Linked DNA regions of Triticum aestivum: region 1 is linked to region 2. Evidence: chromatin contacts called from public Hi-C data. All regions are on one chromosome and are shown on one strand. The core of a region is the stretch at or near the end of the contact, and the rest is flanking DNA. Distances in the headings are between cores, read along the strand shown.

Region 1 (5,792 bases), core at 2,335-4,834, 210 kb before region 2:
TCTTCTTCAAGCACACTATAAAGACGGCAGAGATCTTTTTTTATTTGCAAAAACACTAGATAGACGCAGATGAAAACCACAAATAATTTTTTAATATTTTAACACGAACTACTTATATCTGTGAACCAAGGTTGTATGTTTAGGACTTTTGAAAGGAATGTTTATACAATGTAACAAATGTTTGGGAATTTTTTATTAAAAAGTTTCATATCATGAAGATATTTTTGCGACATATAAAACATGATCTAATACTAAAAAAATGTTTGACATGTTTAAAACATTATTCATGGCATTTATGAAAAATCTTCAATGCAAAAACGAACAAAGAAAACTGATGAAGAAAAACATAGAAAAAAACACAAAAAAAGACGGGCAAAAGTTCCCTAAATACAGTCCCCACTGTAGCATATAAGGTCCCTAAAACCGCTTAAAGCACAATTGTTGTCCGGGACGGCCAATTATTACTGTCGCCCAAGGCGAACTATCTCGCATTAGGTAAGATATAACATTAGTGTACATAACTAAATCGATTGATGATAGGTGGTATGTCCATGCTCGGCCCGTGTAAACTCGCGGGAGCTATTTCTCGCTTATATGTGAGGCGTAACTAGCTCTGGGGCGCGATCGATTTAGTGGGTTGTCACCTTAGGGCTTTTTCTTGGAAGGTTCTTTAAATTGGTTTGGACTAGTTTTAGCACCTTCCGTGTGTTTTCTTCTTCTTCATTTCTGTGTATTTATTTATCTGCTTTATTTGTTTTTTTTACATTTTTCCTTTTTGCTTTGTCTTTTTATTTTATATAATTTTTAATACAAATTGTACATTTAACGTATAATCGTGAAACATTTCGTGTACATGTTTTAACATTTTTAAAATCCACGATAAACATTTTTTTAAATACATATTTGAACATTCCCTTCGTTCCTAAATATAACTCTTATAAAGGTTTCAAATGAAGTACAACATACGGATGTATATAGACATATTTTAGAGTATAGATTCACTCATTTTGCTCTGTATGTAGTCCCTTGTTGAAATCTCTAAAAAGACTAATATTTGGGAACGGAGGGAGTACATTTGAAATAATTTTTAGAATTATGAGAACACATTTTTATTCTAAACTTATGCGAACACATTTTTGTCATTGTATAAACATCTTCTAAAATTGTCATGGACATATTTTTGAAACTTATGAGTATTTTTCAAAATGTCTTGTGAAGTTTTTGAATGGCATGATTCTTTCAAAATTACGCAAACTTTTTTCAAATGGTATAAATATATTTTAAAAATACTACGATGTTTTTAGAACTTGTTAACACTATAAATCTCACAATCATTTTTTCAGGATACAAACATTTTTCTAAATTACGCTATTTTGAATTAATTGACGCAGCCTCTATAATTTATGTAAGACGTTGTATAGAAGTTGCGTCAATTAATTTAGACCTAAGGGATAACATATTTTTTACGCTGGTTTAACATTTGTAAATTCATGGTGAGCGTTTTTGGAAATTTAAGTAAATTATGTTTTGAAATATATGTATTCAAGTGTTACAAAAATATAAAAATTCGTAAAAAAACATAAAGAGAAAAATACTAACATAAGTTATAAAAATAAACACTACTTGGGGGCTCCAATAATAATGACCGGAGGCGTCCCTGCAGGGGAGACCTACCTCGGTCTGGGCACCCCTATGTCTCGCTTAAAGTGAGACGTACCGAAGCCTCGCGTCAGGACAGCGCCAGAAGTGCCAGTCCAGGTGCGCGGGAGGCGACGGCCTCGTTTCTCTGTTTTTTTCTACGTTTTTTGATTTTGTTTCCTTCTTTTTTAACTCTTGTTTATACTTCCAATTTTTTTGAATAAATATGTTACAAAAAATACTTTACATATAAAATTTGAAAAAAATGTTAAACATTTGAAAAATATTAAATGTGTATATAGAAATGAATTCAAAAATATACAATGCATATGAAAAAAGTTCGTTATGCATTATTGTGCATCTGTGCAACAAACCAATCAATTTTTTTGATATAATAAATAATGTGTCATTGTGCCACCAAAAAAGTATGTGACTAAAAGTCATAACATAAACAGATGAGCAAGCAAGCCAATCAGAAGTTCATAACCCATTCATCATGAAGATCTATGCGCATATTGCTACGGATGTTAAAACATGAATTTCTGGCATTTACCGTGATATGCAGTCGCACGACATTTGGAATGAATTGGAGGAATGTGGAAACCATCTTTGCCTCATTGGGGACACCGAAACGCATCTGTTGTATAGAAAAAATGTTGACAATGTATTAAAAAAGCTTGTATTGTATTAAAAAATCTTAAACTTATATTTCAAAAACGTTAAATGTAACACATGAAATTTTAGTTATGTATAGGAAATTTTTTGACTAGGTATAGAAATTTTTTAATCTTGCATTTAAAAAAATGTCAATCGAGCATTTGAAAAATGTTAAATGGTATAGAAAAAAGGTTGACCATGAATTAAAAAAATGTTTGTCTTGTATTTGAAAAATGTTAATCTTGTATTTTAAAATATGTATAAAAAATGTTGACCATGTATTAGAAAAATATTAATCTTGTACTCACTCCGTCCTGAGTTACTTGTATTAGATTTATCTAGATATAAATACATCTCTATCTACACAAGTCAATGAAAAGTAATTCGAGACTGAGGTAATATTTAATTTTTTAATCAAGCATAAGAAATTGTCAAAAGTATGTATGAAAAAATGTTGACCATGTATTAGGAAAATATTATACTTATATTTAAAAATCTTAAACATATATTAGAAAAATATTTTTGGCATATACAGAAAACATAGCATAAAAACCAAGAAAACAAAAATAAACAGAAAGACAATGGAAACCAGAAAAGAGACAAAAGAAAACAAAAAAGAACCCGGAGAAACAAGTGTAAAAAAATGAAAACAGTGAAAACTGAGAAAAAAACAAAGGAAAAGAAAGTAACCCGATGAAAGCGGGAAAGATAGAAACAAAACAAAAAATGATGCAAAAAAGAAAAGGAAAAACAGTAAAAACCAAGAAGTAAACGAAGAAAAATAAAGAAAACAAAGTGATAAAGAAATAAAAGAAAAAACACAGTGAAAACAAAAAAGTAACAAAAACAATTAAAGTAAAATAACATACTGTAAAGAAAATTTAAAACAATGAAAAACAGTAAAGAAACATAGAAACCGTCGAAAAGTAACAAAAAATCAAAAAATGGAGAAAAGCAACAAAGAAATAAAGAAACCAAAAAAGAGATTATAAAACAAATAAAAGACAAAAGAAACGACCATGAGCGAAAAAACAGTGAGCCAATGAAGCGTTCGGCTCAGTTGCAAATAGTGATCACGAAGAAGCGGAAAAAAAGAACATAAAACGGGCCACCCAGTTACTCCGCGAGGAGCTATTCCCTTCAGGCGAGAGCAGCTTGCATCTCGCGTAAAGCGAGATATAGCTCTCGTGTTTCGGTCTTTGTTATAAGTGAGACAAAGCGCTGTCCTGTAAATCTCTACTTCATTGGATTAGGCCCAATATATATTTCGGTGGTGGCCTCTTGATTTCCGTGGCCTAGAACGCCGGCCTTGCCCGCCTAGCCTCTCACTTGGTCAGGCCTGACAATATTGGCAATAGTTTGATGGGTCACGCTATTCGTCACCCTGGGTGAGGAATAATTATTCTTCACCCCCCTCTATATTATCATCAATGCATCGTAATTTTACGTTCTGTAAGTTTTGTCTTATTTCCGACGTAAAAAGAAACCGTAAGAAAATATATAATCGTCGTAAAAAATATGTTATGTTATGTAAAATTACAAACGGAAAAATATAGTGTAAAATACACATAAACTGCAAATTTTCTTGTATTATGACCTATATTTTTATTTTCTTATGCCAAATTTTACGTAGTGAATCAATAGAAATATAACTATTTGAATTCCAAACGTAATTTAATTCTGAAATGATCGTAAGATTACCTCGGATGAAGAATAACTTATTTTGCACCCTGGGTGATGAATAGTATCATTAATAGTTTGATATAGGTTATAATCTATTTCTTCTCTTCTAAAAAAAGGCTATACTATGTTGTCTCTGTTGTGCTCAAATGACTCTCAAAAAATAAAAATAAAACCATGTTAAAATTATTAACTTAAATTGAAGGACATGTAAAGCATCTATAGGCGGACACTCAAACGTCCGAGCGGATAGCCCGGTAAAAAAAGTGATCCAGACGGACGCCTCAAACCGACCTCAAACTCTCTGAATGATCGGCAACTCTCATATCCAGCTCAAATCTGGGGCGGATATGGGGTGGTCCGGGCGCGACCATGCGCGTCCGCCGCATAGGAGCCGACTCACACTGGCCCACGCGACTCCTCATACATTCGTCTCCATCCACTCCCCGGACCTAACCTTAACCACTCCACTCCACTCCGTTCAGTCCACTCCGCCCTCAAAGCTCCCGTCCAACGATCTCAAACCTTCTTCGGCATGGCGGGCAGCGGATCCGAGTCCTTCATCAACCTATGTGCAAACTGGGATGTCATCCCAGTCGGGCCAGAGGAGGAGATGGCCGCCCGCATTGCGCTCCGCCGCAACCGCAAGGAGAATGCCTGACAACGATCAGACTCGATCCACCAGGGATCCATCGCGTTCGCCTAAATGGTGCGTGGATCCTATGCGGGGCGTGTCGTCGCTTCCTTGCCGGAGGCGGTGCGCTCCGTCTGGCGTCCGAATGCCTTGGCGACGCGTAGCCCCTTCGTTGGTATGCGGACGACGAGGCCATCCGTGGCCCGTCCGCTGAGTGTATGGCGCGGCGTGCCCACCGTGCAAGGCAGAAGGCGAGGCCGTGGCAACCTGTGATGACCGGATAATTATCTACTAATGGTGCCATGTCACCTCGATTTTTGTTAATAAACTCACGTTAGTTCGAAACGATTCATAATTAAAATTTTAATTAAAGGCAAAAAATAAAAGTTTTCAAATATTAAAACTAAAATGTTCGGAGTGAGCCAAATAATGCATAGGTAATTATGGCGGAGGAACTACACTTTTATAAAATGCTCAAATACTCTAAAACGATTTAAACAGTAGCAAAATCAATTATATAAATGCCTTTGGTATTTTATAAATTACTAAATTATCTTAATTCGGGGTAAAAACTTTTCATGACAGTGGGTTATTCTGAAACATTACTTTAGGGGCTATTGTCATATTTTACTAAACTAAAATTAATGTGTAACTAAAAGAAAACAGAAACAAAAAAATTAAATAAAAGGAAAACAAAGATAATTAAACGACAACCCCCTCCCCCGACTGGGCCCTGGCCCAGTTGGCCGAAGGGGCCGGCCGGCCCAGCCGACCCCCTCCCGCCCCCCGTGGCCTCCTAGGCCACCCCACTCCCCGAACCCTCACCCCTACCTATCCCCACTCCCCACTCGCTTCCTCCTGCACGCCTCTCTTCCCTTTCCAGTCTGGATCGGGGCAGAGGGCCCCGACCCCCTTCGCCACGTCGCCACCGCCCGGCGCCTTCGGCCACCCCTCACCGGCGCCCGCCTCTCCATCTCCTCCTGCATGGCGCCCGCCCCCACCTTGACCGGACCTAGATCAGGATCGATCCCGCTGTGCCCCGACGACCGCGCCCCGCCGCCCGGTTCTGCTCGACGCCATCTTCCACGTGACCGCCGTCGTCCTCGTCTCCTCCTCGCCAGACGCCGGACGCGACCTCGACTCCTCCCCAAGCCCACTGCCAGTTCCCTACGACCTCCCCGTG
Region 2 (6,355 bases), core at 3,770-6,269:
CACGCCTATAGGGCCGGCCGGCCTCCTCCCCTTGCTCCTTTATATACGGGGGTAGGGGGCACCCCTAGACACACAAGTTGATCCACGTGATTGTTTTCTTAGCCGTGTGCGGTGCCCCCTTCCACCATAATCCTCGATAATATTGTAGTGGTGCTTAGGCGAAGCCCTGCAACGGTAGAACATCAAGATCGTCACCACGCCGTCGTGCTGACGGAACTCTTCCCCGACACTTTGCTGGATCGGAGTCCGGGGATCATCATCGAGCTGAACGTGTGCTAAAACTCGGAGGTGCCGTAGTTTCGGTGCTTGATCGGTCGGGCCGTGAAGACGTACGACTACATCAACCGTGTTGTCATAACGCTTCCGCTGTCGGTCTACAAGGGTACGTAGATCACACTCTCCCCTCTCGTTGCTATGCATCACCATGATCTTGCGTGTGCAAAGGATTTTTTTTTTGAAATTACTACGTTCCCCAACACTATTTCCACTAAGGCCCATGTAGGCCCATTAAGCCCCCGGGGGGTTCCAGTAACCTCCCGGTACTCCGGTAAAATCCCGATTTCACCCGGAACACTTCCGACATCCAAACATAGGCTTCCAATATATCAATCTTCATGTCTCGACCATTTCGAGACTCCTCGTCATGTCCTTGATCACATCCGGGACTCCGAACAATCTTCGGTACATCAAAACATATAAACTTATAATATAACTGTCATCGTAACGTTAAGTGTGCGGACCCTACGGTTTCGAGAACTATGTAGACATGACCGAGACACGTCTCCGGTCAATAACCAATGGTGGAACCTGGATGCTCATATTGGCTCCCACATATTCTACAAAGATCTTTATCGGTCAAACCGCACAACAACATATGTTGTTTTCTTTGTCATCGGTATGTTACTTGCCTGAGATTCGATCGTTGGTATCTCAATACCTAGTTCAATCTCGTTATCGGCAAGTCTCTTTACTCGTTCCGTAATACATTATCCCGCAACTAACTCATTAGTTGCAATGCTTGCAAGGCTTAAGTGATGTGCATTACCGAGAGGGCCCAGAGATACCTCTCCGACAATCGGAGTGACAAATCCTAATCTCGAAATACGCCAGCCCAACAAGTACCTTTGGAGACACCTGTAGAGCACCTTTATAATCACCCAGTTACGTTGTGACGTTTGGTAGCACACAAAGTGTTCCTCCGGTAAACGGGAGTTGCATAATCTCATAGTCATAGGAACATGTATAAGTCATGAAGAAAGCAATAGCAACATACTAAACGATCGGGTGCTAAGCTAACGGAATGGGTCATGTCAATCACATCATTCTCCTAATGATGTGACCCCGTTAATCAAATGACAACTCATGTCTATGGTCAGGAAACATAACCATCTTTGATCAACGGGCTAGTCAAGTAGAGGCATACTAGTGACAATCTGTTTGTTTATGTATTCACACATGTATTATGTTTCTGGTTAATACAATTCTAGCATGAATAATATAAACTTTTATCATGATATAAGGACATAAATAATAACTTTATTATTGCCTCTAGTGCATATTTCCTTCATCAGGAACCTTCAAGGAGGGGATAATGCACAAGTCGGAGGAGGAGGGGACAACAAGAACATATGAGGAGAAGGACGCGATGCAAACGCTTGGAACATGTGATTTGTACATGTTGTTGGTTTAATGTGATTGTTCACGCAACTTTTAAAGAACTATGTACATGTTTGCTTGATGTGCTAAATGTTTAAATTTGAAGGGAGTCGAAGTGTTTGACTGAGAAAACCAAAAAAAATGGAGATTGAGATAGGACAACTCTGAGTTTGTGCTCGCTTGCTCAGTCTCCAAATGCATATGGAGCGTGCGGCATATGCATTATGGTGATTGCAGATATGACAACTCTGCTAGAGTTGGTCTAATAGGTCATATTATAATTCCATAGAAGAAGTGTTTGCAAATAAATGGATAAACAAAAGTGGTTGCAATTAACTTAATTTGAAAAAAAATGCATTAGGACAATTCATTTGCAAGCTAACTTGGATCTGTTAACAGGAAATTAAGACTATCTTGCAAGTAGCAACAATATAAATAAACTAGAACAGCCATACGAGTCAACATGGACAATGATAAGCTAATTTGTGTGCTTATCCTGAGATAAAGTTGATGTCATAAACGGTATTTTGAGCATTGTGTCACGACATGACATAATTAATGGCTTCCACACAAAATAAATAAAATGATGCCCGAACGGGTGCTTTCCATGTAGTCTTACCAACATCTAATCATAAGTCATGTGCACACAGCACACACTAGCTAGCCAGCTATGGCACCAGCTGAATTCACAACTACAAGTTGTTGGTGGTCCATCGAAGGTTGCATTATATTGAGATAAAATTTGGTGCTTTTAAAATCACTCCAAATGATGTAATGGACACGTTTTTAGACAACTGTGTCGCGCACATTAGATATCTCTCTCAACGCGGTCACCAGGAAAGATTTATCGAGCGCAAATTATTGGAAGCGCATCGAGGATGGATCTTCCCCTCAAATATCTCATGAACCGAGGGTAAGACTCAAGAGATTTGTAACCGTTGGTCGGGTTGCTTGGAGCAAGTGAAGCACACTCCTCCTAGTGATTGCATCATTATTTTGAGAATTCTCATTAATTTGAGCATTTGTTTGTTCTAGTATAACATATCCCAAGAAAGGTCCAAACTAATGGCCAAGTTTTAAGGGAAATCGTTTGGCCTCCAACATTGTTGGAATTTTTTGGAAGGCCATAAGAAGTGGAAGTCGGGAAATGAAGACGGTAGTCTACAAACTGGGAAGTGCAACAATTCGTCTCTCGATATGGACGATGATAGTGATGACGATGGTCCTAGAGAGGAATCGTAAAGGTGTCTAGAAGTCCCACTCATGTGTCTAGAATAGTCGGCCCGATGGGAGGAAGAGAGGAAAGGAGAAGCTCAAGGAAGAAGGACAGGCGGCGGTTATGAAGAAAAATATCGACGAGTGATGCGAACAAGAAATGACTTAGCTGAAAAGAGGAAGCAAGAGAACCTAGAGACAGAGAAATGGAAGAACCAAGAGAAGAAGGCAAGATGATATGCTATGCAACAGAGAAGGCGGTGTCAGGAACAGATTGAGGCGCATATGCTTGAAATTCATATGGACAAGGAGGCGCGTAAGTTCAACTTAAGTTCCGGAGGATCGGACGACAAGTGAACAAATTTTCGAGCTGAATCAACTCATCATGTTGGATCTGAGCCAAATGGATCTGGTGGCGCACAAATTTTGGGAGAAGGTGTGAATGGTGATCATACATTTCAGCAACCTTGAAGGAGGGGACAATGCACACGCCAGAGGACGAGGGGACAACGAGAACATAAGAGGAGAAGGGGACGGGGCAAATGGTTGGAACATGTGATTTGTGTTTGTTCATGCAACTTTTAAAAAACTATGTACATGTTTGCTTGATGTGCTAAACGTTTAAATTTGAAGGGAATCGAAGTGTTTGACTGAGAAAACATAAAAAATGGAGGTTGAGATAGGACGACTTTGAGTTTGTGTGTCGCCTGCTCAGCCTCCAAATGCATATGGAGCACGCGGCATCGAAGAAGTGTTTGCAAAGAACTTGATAGACACAAGTGGTTGCAATTAACTTTATTTGAAAAAAATGCAATAGAACAATTCATTTGCAAGCTAACTTGGATCTGTTAGCACGAAGAGCATCTTGCAAAGAGCAACAATATAAATAAACTCCCCGTAAAAAATAGAAAATAGAAAAAACATACTAGTCGGCATGGACAATGATTAGCTAAAGTACGTGTTTATCCTTAGGTAATGTTGATGTCATAAACGTTGTTTTGAGCATTGTGTCATGACATGACATAATTAATGGCTTCCATAATAAATAAATAAAATGATGCCCGAACGGTGCTTTCCGTGTAGTCTTACCAACATCTAGTCATAAGTCATGTGCACACAGCACACACACTAGCCAGCCAGCTATGGCACCAGCTGAATTCACAACTGCAAGTTGTTGATGGTCCATCCAAGCCTGCATTGAGATCAAATTTGATGCTTTTAAAATCACCGCAAATGAAGTAACGGACACGTTTTTAGACAACGGCGTCGCGCACATTAGATACTCCTTTGAGGTGTGTCTTGACGTGCTAGCTAGGCCGTCAAGTTGTCATCGTTCATCGTCAGGAAAAACTCAAAGTTGATCCTTCGATACAGAGGGAGGTCAGTGGAGCCCCCTTTTTCCATATTCAAAAAAATATTAACCACATTTTTGGGAGATCTAGAGCTAGATTTTTTTCCATAAAATAAAGTTGTTACGTCACACCAAAATACAAACCACAAGTGTTAAATTTAATAATAATAAAATAGTAATACTCAAGTTTACTTTGGACTGAGTAAAGGAGAATTTGCACCAGCTCTTGCCAATGCCGAGCTGCCAACTGTGTCACAGCTTAATGGGGGGCTAGGTCAACTTCTGTTCCGGACGATGGTTGGCTAACCAGAAGTTTTAGACAACAAAATTAGCTTAAACTATGGCTCCTTCAGTTGCATGAAATGGCCAGAATGAGGTATTCCGAAAGAAACGTACCACCTGATGCTGATGGGTGCGTGGATATGCACGTAGCTCGTCTTGTCTTTTGTGAAGTTCTCAATTGACCAGTCAAGATTTGCACCCCGTGCTTTCTTAATTTCCTTGTAAAACATGTACTAAATCTAGTCACGGTAAGCACCTAAATTCCCGTGCAATTTGTATCGATGTGCTGGGTGAGTGTGAACTCTCGTCTTGGTCCCCTGCAAAGACTCTCATTAGTTTAGCTCAGCGACGCGCCATGCAACGCGGCGCATGATCGAAGCGATCGCGCGTGGCACGTGCGGTCAATTGCTCTCACTTCGAGCTCGATCGATCCAACCGAGAGCTCAGCCGCGCGTATAAATGGCCACCTTTCCACCTCGAGCAAAGCAATTAGCTAGATCGAGGCTTCCTTACATCGAGGCAGCAAATCCAGAGGCGCGCGCAGAGACAAAAGCAAGAAATTAAGCTGTAAAGGGAGAGGCGGTAGTCTAGATTCTAGAGGACATGGCGGCACTCGTCACTCCAGCTGCTTCGGTGGTGTCCGAGCTGGTGGTGCGGGGCCGGGAGTCCGCCGCCGTCCTCGAGGCCCTGCTCCAGGGGGGCTCGCCGCAGGAGCACGGCGGGATCCGGGAGCTCGCCGCGGAGATCCTTCTCTGTTGCGACCGCGCCCTCGCCGCGCTCCACGGTCGCGACGGCGTCCATGCGGTCGCGCTCGCCAGCAGGAAGCGCAGGTCGTCGGAGCCCGACGGCGCAGCCTCTCAGACGAGGCCGAAAAGAAGGTAAGCTAGCTGTAGTAGTGTCTGCTTGCTCCGGCGTTACTATTTCAGTTCAGGCGAGCAAACGACTTAACAAGATCGCTTCGTTACGTTTTTCCAGGATGCGCGCGAGCAGCGGATCGACGGCGACGAGGGTCGAGAAGCGATCGACGGCGGAGGACGGGCACATATGGAGGAAGTACGGGCAGAAGGAGATCACGCACAGCAAGCACCCGAGGCTCTATTTCAGGTGCTCCTACAAGCACGACATCGGCTGCCCGGCGACGAGGCAGGTCCAGCAGTCGGACGACGACCTCTCCCTCTACGTCATCACCTACTTCGGCGACCACACCTGCTGCCACGGCGACGAAGCCGTCGCCGCCGCAGAGGAAAAGGACGTCAAGATGCAGCCGTTCGTCATCAACTTCGGGATCGGGTCGGCCACAGAGAGCAGCACCAGCGGCTCGCCTTGGCAAAACTCTGATGACGGTGATGGCCGGAGCGAGATCCCACGCTCGTCGCACGCCGTATGCTTGCCGGAGGGAGGAGAAGCAGATGAACTGCGACTGAAGGTGACCAAAGTTGAGACAACTTCGTTAGGCTCGCAGCCAGCGAGCCCGGCGGCGGCAGAGCTGAGCTCGTCACCCGACGTTTCCTGTGCTTCCCCAGCATGGGATCCTTTATCCAGCTGCTGGGAGTGGGATCAATTCGTCGAGAGCTCATTCGATTTCGTTAGTAGATTCATCGATTTCGATGACTTTGCTTTGTACCAATAGCATGGTGAATTTCCTCCGTGTGATGGTTATAGCTAGATGGTCAACTTAATTTTGTGAGGGATATGGATTTCTTCTACTATGGCGTTCTTTGCACTAGCGATGAGCGCACGCATGAAAGCAAGTGTGTAACATATACTCCCTCCGTCTAGAATTACTTGTCCCGTAAATGAAGGTATCTAGACGTATTTTAAGTTCTAGATACATCCATTTTTATCAATTTC

What was found. A called contact is a pair of places that touch in the nucleus more often than the background predicts.
Region 1: a Hi-C map of root shows a contact between it and region 2, with 8 times the contacts expected there. The contact joins the enhancer-like site here to the promoter of LOC123158775 in region 2. A contact is called at or near these places in 2 of 5 Hi-C or Micro-C datasets (leaf and root).

What each region holds. Positions count from the first base shown.
Region 1 is chr1A:497,182,618-497,188,409 of IWGSC CS RefSeq v2.1, reverse strand. No RefSeq gene overlaps it. Among protein-coding and RNA genes, the nearest start is that of LOC123159134, 33 kb to the left of the region's middle. Within about 2 kb of position 3,584, at least 3 of the 8 cell types and tissues checked have an H3K27ac peak or open chromatin away from gene starts, as enhancers often do. A contact at or near this core is called in leaf and root, where this site is marked.
Region 2 is chr1A:496,976,523-496,982,877 of IWGSC CS RefSeq v2.1, reverse strand. It overlaps LOC123158775 (probable WRKY transcription factor 70), which reads left to right and starts at 5,019. Exons shown (of 2, transcript XM_044576648.1): 1 at 5,019-5,382; 2 at 5,480-6,269. The coding sequence starts at 5,108. The coding sequence ends at 6,134.